Regions from separate parts of the Hordeum vulgare genome. Here region 2 is linked to region 1. Evidence: chromatin contacts called from public Hi-C data. All regions are on one chromosome and are shown on one strand. Each heading gives the region's core, a stretch centred on a gene start, on an enhancer-like site or on the middle of the called end of the contact. The rest is flanking DNA. Distances are from core to core; before and after follow the strand shown.

Region 1 (4,218 bases), core at 100-2,599:
TTTCTTAAGTAGGCCTTAAATGTCCGGTCTGACGGACACCCCTCATATCCAACCTAAATATGGATGGATATGGGGCATCCAGACGCACCCATCATGTCAGACCCGACCGTAAATTGCATAAAATTCACCAAACTCTTCCTCCTCCCGTCGCCCTTGAACCTCTTCTCACGGTCGAGCCCTCGTCGTGTGGCACCCTTGCTCCCTATCCTCATCACCGTTCCCGATCCGCCGCCTTAGATGCCGTCTAGCCCATCCCAACCGCCACGATGGGGACACAGTCCCCCTCATCCATCGGTGTCCCTTCCTCCTACGGCAGCGGAATGATGGCTCAAGCTCCCATTAATCCATTGGGTTAGACGATGAACATGTCGATGTTATCATCACAAATGGAAGAGCCACCGTGCCAAAGGATAACTGACAACTCATGGGAAACAAGTGGGAGAAGGCAAGGGTCTCCCATGACGCCGCGGCTACAAAAATGTTGTGCACATGGATGGTCATTTTTTCGGTAAGGGAAAAAAGAGGAGAGGTACAAGCTCATGTTGGATGCATAAAAGGAGAGGATGGAGTGGGACCGTACAAGGGCATAGAAGAGGATGGAAATTGAGGAGGAGAAGATCGAGTTAGAGAAGCAAAATACACGATCAAATGGGAACTCGAGAAGGCGAAGACATTTGGAGAGATTGCGCTTGAGATGGAGAGGTTGCAATTCGCATGGGACGCAAAGGGTGTGAAGATCATGTTGGCAAACGAAACGCTCTTGGATGAGCATGCAAAGAAGTGGCTTGCGGATAAGAAGAAGGAGATCAATGATCGTACGATGCACGAGGCGGAAAGGGCGGCAACGACACCAGATCATGTGGCGAGGATGTAGGCGGAGCAGCCAACCCAGATATAGGCGGAGCAGGACGAGCAGGCGACATGGATGGTCGTGTCCGGACAGTGATCCGACAAGCAAGCCATCTGTCACGCTCGGACATTGATTTCATTTTAGCATGTGCGGTTTTCTTAAACTGTGGTTTGATTTGCTTTGTTTTGAATAGTTGAATTCAGATAATTTGTATCAGATGATCGACGTGTATGGATTGCATGAATTTGAGGATCGACATTTGAAGTATGTGGATGCGCGATGCAACACATGAAGGGCTGATGAGCTTTGTCCGCGGACGCGTCTGGACACGCACATGGGCTTATAGGGGGCAAATTTGACAAGTTCGGTTGTAGATGCTCTAAAGGCGATGAACATTGCCACATCAAATTTCCCATGCGTTTGGGATCATGAGCCGTCGAACAAACATTCCTTACCCATCGCTCTTCATGTCCCCATCCCTCTCCTCTCACCCACTGCTCTCCATGTCCCTCTCCCTATCCTCTCTACTCTATCACCACACAGCGGCTGACGATGAACCATGATGTCGTTGGATCCCCGCGACGAAGGAGGAGGAGGCCGAATCCCGACCAAGAGGCAGGAGGCCACTAGATCTAGGGACGAGGTCAGCATCGGAGGAGGTGGCGCAACACGAGCAGTGAAAGTAATGAAGAGGCTCGCGCGTGACCGAAGGCTCAAGATGCAGTAGGTCGTCGGATCCAGGGACGAGATCAGTGGTGGCAGAAATAGAGCAACGCGCGCGGCGACGGTGAGGGGGAGGCTAGAGCGCGTGGAGGGGCACTGCGCCCCGGCCTCGCATCTTCTCATGTGCAGTCGAGCCCATGGATGATGGCGGCGGAGCCGAGGCAAGCCGTTATGGAGAGGAGATCCAGTGACAAAATCATGGTGTAGCACGACCGAGGTTGGGCTCGCCACCGATGCTTCCATCGTGCTCCCCACCGTCGGCCTGCTTCCTGGGTCTCCTTCGAGCTCACCGATGTCTCCCCAACGTGGGTTGCGTCTTACCCTCCTTCCTTCCCTTTCGGATCGATTTGAGAGGCGTCGTAACTATTGAATCCATGGCCAGGCACCATGGTCGGGGTTTCAAGAGCTCAACGGTGGTAGCCATGGCCGCGACCTCCACATCCTCGTTCTTTTACTTTCAATGGGGTGCTTGCGATATTCGGCCATCGATTAGTCGTTGTGTTGAATTCAGTATCGAAGAACAAGTGGTAGGAAATGAGATGCAAGACACACTTTTTCTGTAAGGGGTGGAAAATTATTTGTATGTGGCATGGCCATTGCTTTCTACAGTACATAGCATGACAATTTGTTGTACTTGTTTCCATGGCAAGTTTAAAAATTGTTCATACAACCAATTTTTAAAGTTTGCCATGGCAAAAATGTCATGTTTATTTGCCATGGCAGAGAAATGTAACCAACATTTTTTCCATCAGGTTCACATGTTGTATGCATAATGGGCCATGGCATATAAAGTTTCCTATAGATGAATTATATTTCATGGAAAAAATGTCAAGAAATTGTTCTATAGTTCATGGCGATTTTAGACATGTTTTTGTATTGGTCAAAATTTGAAATTTAGAAATTAGTATTATAACAAATTATTTAAGGTTTTTTCTGTGGCTAATGTTATGGACATAAAATGATTTTTTACAAGGGGATAGGAGGAGGGACTATATTGTTTCTTGTACGGCGATGCCAAATCTGTTGTATGCAACATGGAAAATGCTTTTTCTAGATATCATAAAAGAATGATTCGTTGACATGTGCTACTTGTAAACTGGCGTTGGGTTTTTCCAAAAGAGGAGGAGTGATGCAGCCTAGTAGGGACAAGTATTTTCCTAAGTGAGTACCGAGGTTATTGAATCAATAGGAGAATCATGCAAACTCGTGTCATCAGCACGTACACACAAAAACCAAACACTTGCATCCAACGCACGTAAGAGGGTTGTCATGCCCCCTTGAACTCGTTACTTGCAAGGATTAATTCTAATATATAGATATGATATAAAATTATAAAAGTAAATAAACTGCAGTAAGGTAAATTGATTTTTTAATAGTAGGATTAAGTAAACCCGACGGGCATAGTTTTCAGTAGAGGCTTCTCTCTCGAACCTAGCACACGGTGGGTATACAAATTACTGTTTGACAATTGATAGAATAGAGCATAGTTGTGAAATGCTATTCACGTAAATGATTATGTGTATATAGGAATTACGCCCAAAAACAACTAGACCGATCTTGCATCTACTATTATTACTCCACTTCGAAAGCGCTTCTATGCTTGCCTCTCTAGGTATTAAGTTCATGACAAACAGAGTAATGAATGAAGCAAGATGACATGATGTAGAAAAAGTACGACAAGCAATATGTTCACACCCCGTCGTTTTATCCTTAGTCGCAACAATTCAAATATTTGTCTTATCCCCTTCTGTCACTGAGATATAGAGCACCGCAAGATTGAACCCACTACAACACACCACTCCCATTGAAGATAAATCAGTGTAGCTGGCCAAGCCAAAATGGATAGATCGGAGAGAAATACGAAACTACAATAATCATGCATAATAGAATTCAGAGGAGACTCAATTACTTTCAATGAATAATCTGATCATAAACCCAAAATTCATCGAATCCCAACAAACACACCGCAGAAGGAGATTACATCAAATAGATCACCATGGGAATCACGACAAACATTGTATTGAAGATCAAAAAGGAAGAACAAACCATCTAGGTACTAGCTATGGACCCGTAGGTCTGTGATGGACTACTCACACATCATCATGGAGGCAACAAGGCTGATGTAAATGTCCTCCATGATCGATTCCCCCTCTGAAGGGGCACCAAAAAAGGGCTCCAGATGGGATCACGATGGAACAGATACTGCCCATGGTGGAGAAAGTGTTTTTGGTTGCTGTATGGGGTTTTCGGAATATTTATAGAAGTGGAATTAGGTTAGGAGGATCAACGAGGGACCCACCATCCCCAGGGACATGCCCTACCCCCGAGAGTGCGCCCTCCGGGTTTGTGGCCACTCCGTGCAATGTATGGCCTCCTCCCGAAGCTACGTACGTGAAAGGATCGATATGGTTAACTAGAGGGGGGTGAATAGGCAACTAACAATTTTAAGCTATTCTTTAACAAATTAAATTTATCAACAAATAGGTTGTCTAGATATGCAACTAAGTGAGCAACCTATATGATGCTAGCAACAATAATAACATACAAGTAAAGGTAAGAAGTAACCACAAGTGGAACCTATGAAGACGAGGATGTGTTTCCAAAATTCCTTCCCTTTAAGGGGAAGTACGTCTCCGTTGGAGCGG
Region 2 (4,245 bases), core at 284-2,783, 190 kb after region 1:
TTGTCATGCTAAAACACACCTTGACTTGTACAAGGCCGTGATGGACCTTACTATGTTTGATCAAAATGAGCGCTTGGGTGTTTTAGATTTTCTCACAGAACATAAGGGAAAATGCCTTAACTTTATGAAGATGGATGAGGAAGTCCGTCAAGCATCGTTCAAGCGTATCTTGAAAGCAAATCCTGATCTTCTTTGAGTTGATGTTAGTTGATGATTGTTGAAACTATCCCTTTTGGTTATGGTTGTTATGTCTTATGTAATATGAATCTACTTGTACGCTGCTACAATTTATGGTTATTATGTAATATGAATCTATTCGTGCACCATTAAAAATTATGGTTATTATATGTGTTATGTCAATTATTGATTTTGTCGTCATGATAATATTTTAGTTGGAATTGTTCACTCAAATGTTGATATGTTTTGTCAATATTGTCTTGACGCCAAAAAATATATTCATGCAACCTAGCTCACATACACGCTACTAAACACAGTCTCGACATAGCATGTCTCGTTTAATGCAGTCTACCAAACACAGTCTCAGTTTAGCATGCGTCAATACATACAGTGCTACCAAACAACTGCAATTACATGTACTGAGCATGTCTAGAGTGAGCATGTCTCGTTTAATGTAGCCTACCAAACACAGCCTAGTTAAGCTTTTTAAAACAATACTTATATTTGCACTATGCTTTTATTATGTATTCTTAAGTATGAATGATTTGATTTGTATTTGTGTGCAGTACATAAATGATAGACGTGCATGTGTTCACATGTACTCCCTCCGTTCCTAAATATAAGACCTTGTAAAGTTTGTACTATGGACTACATACGGATGTATATAGACATATTTTAAAATATAGATTCACTCATTTTGCTTCGTATGTAGTCTATAGTGAAATCTCTATAAGGTCTTATATTTAGGAACGAAGGGAGTATTTGATGTCTTGGAAGCAAGGATTGTGATTGCAAGTTTTGCCATCTTGGTCACAGATTTGAAAATCAAAAACATCCCTAATTTTTTAATCCTATACGGGCTGCAAGCAGACACCATCAACCACTGATCAAATGCAAACAGGACCCCATACACAGCCCCAGTACCATGTGCCGGCGCCTGCACAAATTCAAACGAAGAGGCTCGAATCCAGCAGGGCCCCAGCGCGCAGCCTCAGGAGTAGCCAATCACCCCGACCACTCCAGCAGAAGAGCATACTACTAAGTAGTACTACCAGTATGATAAATATCAACGTTAACCCTGGGGATTCTAAACCACTAATCCTTGAGATTTCCCACATGCCAACACGCTTAATTACTACTTTAGCAAAAGTCGCCCCGAGCAAAGAGCTTCGATCGAATCCCACCAGCCAAGCCCAAAGCCCACCTCACCCCTCCACCTCCAGCGCCCTGCTGTTCGAATCCACATCCCCGAAATGCCCCTCATGTAGGCCCCAAACAACAGAACGGACATGATCCTCCAGGAGCCCATTTCCGTCATTTCGGAAGTAAAATCTCACTCCCCGGCCTAAACCCAGTCCCTCGGCTGTCCTCTTCTCCCCACCTTCTGTGCTGCAACCCCGCGTGCTCCCAAGAAATGGCAGGGCTGTTTGTTGTAGCCTAGTGCTCGCTATTCCGACTTCCGAGAGGCAGATACGAGTTGTTTCTTCCGTCGAAATGGCGGCCGTGCGTGTGGCGGCGGTGGCGGTGCTGCTGGCGGTCGTGGCCGTGGCGGCGGCAGCGCTGAACACGGACGGCCTGGCGCTTCTCGCGCTCAAGTTCGCGGTCACCGATGACCCTGGCAGCGGTCTCGATACCTGGAGGGACGCCGACGCTGACCCCTGCAGCTGGGCCGGCGTCACCTGCGTCGACGGCGGCGGGGGCCGGGTCGCCGGCGTGGAGCTCGCCAACCTCTCGCTAGCCGGCTACCTGCCCTCCGAGCTCTCCCTGCTCTCCGAGCTCGAGACGCTGTCGCTGCCGGCCAACCGCCTCTCCGGCCAGATCCCGGTCGCCATCTCCGCGCTGCAGAAGCTCACCACCCTCGACCTGGCGCACAACTTCCTGTCCGGCCAGATTCCTGCGGGGATTGGGAGGCTCGCGTCCCTGTCTCGCCTCGATTTGTCCTCCAACCAGCTCAACGGGACGCTGCCGCCGTCCATCGCGGGGCTTCCGAGTCTCTCCGGCGTGCTCAACCTCAGCTACAACCATTTTGTCGGCGGGATCCCGCCGGAGTTCGGCGGCATTCCCGTCGCCGTCAGCCTTGACCTCCGGGGGAACGACCTCGCCGGCGAGATCCCGCAGGTGGGCTCGCTCGTCAACCAGGGCCCCACCGCCTTCGACGACAACCCGAGGCTCTGCGGGTTTCCGCTCAAGATCGAGTGCGCCGGGGAGAGGGAGGAGCCAAGGATCCCGCAGTCGAACAATGGCATGAACCCTGGTGCGGCGGCGGAGGTTGGGAGGCCACCCAAGCATCGGTCGTCGCCCACGGTGCCCATTCTTGCCGTCATTGTGGTGGCGGCCATCGTCGCCGGGCTAGTGCTGCAATGGCAGTGCCGGAGGCGGTGCGCTGCAACGACCAGGAACGAGGACAAGGAGTCGTCGACCAAGGAGAAGAGCGCGGCGGTGACGCTCGCCGGCACTGAAGAGCGGCGCGGCGGCGGAGAGGAGGGGGAGCTGTTCGTGGCGGTGGACGACGGTTTCGGGATGGAGCTGGAGGAGCTGCTCCGCGCGTCTGCCTACGTCGTGGGGAAGAGCCGCGGCGGCATCGTGTACAGGGTCGTTCCCGGCCGCGGCACCGCCGTAGCCGTCCGCCGTCTCAGCGAGCCCGACGACGGCGATGGCACTGAGTCCGGGTGGCGCCGGCGCCGTGCCTTCGAGACCGAGGCCGCCGCCATCGGCCGCGCTCGCCATCCCAACGTCGCTCGACTCCGCGCATACTACTACGCCCCGGACGAGAAGCTGCTCATCTACGACTACCTCGGCAATGGCTCCCTCCACTCCGCTCTACACGGTAATGTGCCGGCCAAATCTTGTCTTATCGATTGATAGGCTAGAGGCTGCATTTGATCCAGAGATAGTAGGACTGAATAGATTCTTGGAATCAGGTGGCCCGACGGCTTCGCCAACGCCACTGCCGTGGTCGGTGAGGCTGTCCATCGTGCAGGGCGCGGCGAGGGGGCTGGCATACCTGCACGAGTGCAGCCCTCGCCGGTACGTGCACGGCTGCATCAAGTCGTCCAAGATCCTGCTCGACGACGAGCTCCGTCCGCACGTCTCCGGCTTCGGACTAGCCCGGCTCGTCGCCGGCGCGCACAAGACGGCGCAGTCGAGGAAGCTCGGCGGCGCGGCGTGCGCGCTCCGCAGCGGCGCCCTGTCGGCGCTGTCGTACGTGGCACCGGAGCTGCGCGCGCCGGGGGGCACGGCCGCGGCGGCGACGCAGAAAGGGGACGTGTTCGCGTTCGGGGTGGTGCTGCTGGAGGCGGTGACCGGGCGGCAGCCGACGGAGGGGGAGGGCGGGCTGGAGCTGGAGGCGTGGGTGCGGCGAGCCTTCAAGGAGGAGCGGCCGCTGTCGGAGGTGGTCGACCCGTCGCTGCTCGGCGAGGTGCACGCCAAGAAGCAGGTCCTCGCCGTGTTCCACGTGGCGCTCGGCTGCACCGAGCCCGACCCCGAGCTGCGCCCCCGCATGCGCGCCGTCGCGGAGAGCCTCGATCGGGTGAACTAATCCGGCGATCCATCGTCCATCATTCGGGGAAAACAGAAGCCGTGGCCCGTCATTCTCATCCGACCATCAGCAGCAGTAGTTTCTAAAATCCTTAGCTCCGCAGATTAGCATTTGCCAACGTTACTAGGTTTAGAGACGGTGAAGAAACCAGCCAAGAATCGTTCGCCGATGCGTGTGCACCGGTGGTAACTAGCGCGTTTGGAACTCGTTTTTTTTTTGTAGCTGCGACCTTCGCGGCCGTGTATGTATGTATGTGACCGGTGATCATGATCTGGACAACTGCATCCCTTTTGCTAGCGTTTCGGAATGCTGCAGCAGCAGTGTCGTTACACTTTTTGCGGTGAAAAAACGATAAAAAGCCTTGGCTGGCGAATATTGCTTTGGCTCCCGAGCTCACTGGAGGCCTTTAAATTCAAACTTCAAATTCAATGAAAATTTGTATTTTAATGTTTCAAAAAATTCTGAAAAAAAATACATAGATAAATGAAGGTATAATACACAAGTGTGTAAATTTTCAGACCAAAATGAAA

Evidence for each region. Hi-C and Micro-C count contacts between places; a contact is called where the count stands out from the background.
Region 2: a contact with region 1 is called in a Hi-C map of leaf, with 8 times the contacts expected there. The contact joins the promoter of LOC123410965 here to the enhancer-like site in region 1. A contact is called at or near these places in 1 of 6 Hi-C or Micro-C datasets (leaf) and 1 of 1 datasets of contacts at active chromatin or transcription factors (embryo).

Annotation. Positions count from the first base shown.
Region 1 is chr7H:172,651,607-172,655,824 of MorexV3_pseudomolecules_assembly, forward strand. No RefSeq gene overlaps it. Among protein-coding and RNA genes, the nearest start is that of LOC123408482, 71 kb to the left of the region's middle. Within about 2 kb of position 1,350, at least 1 of the 3 cell types and tissues checked has open chromatin away from gene starts, as enhancers often do. A contact at or near this core is called in leaf, where this site is marked.
Region 2 is chr7H:172,840,503-172,844,747 of MorexV3_pseudomolecules_assembly, forward strand. LOC123410965 (receptor protein kinase-like protein ZAR1) reads left to right here and starts at 1,534. Exons shown (of 2, transcript XM_045103883.1): 1 at 1,534-3,004; 2 at 3,099-4,011. The coding sequence starts at 1,672. The coding sequence ends at 3,715.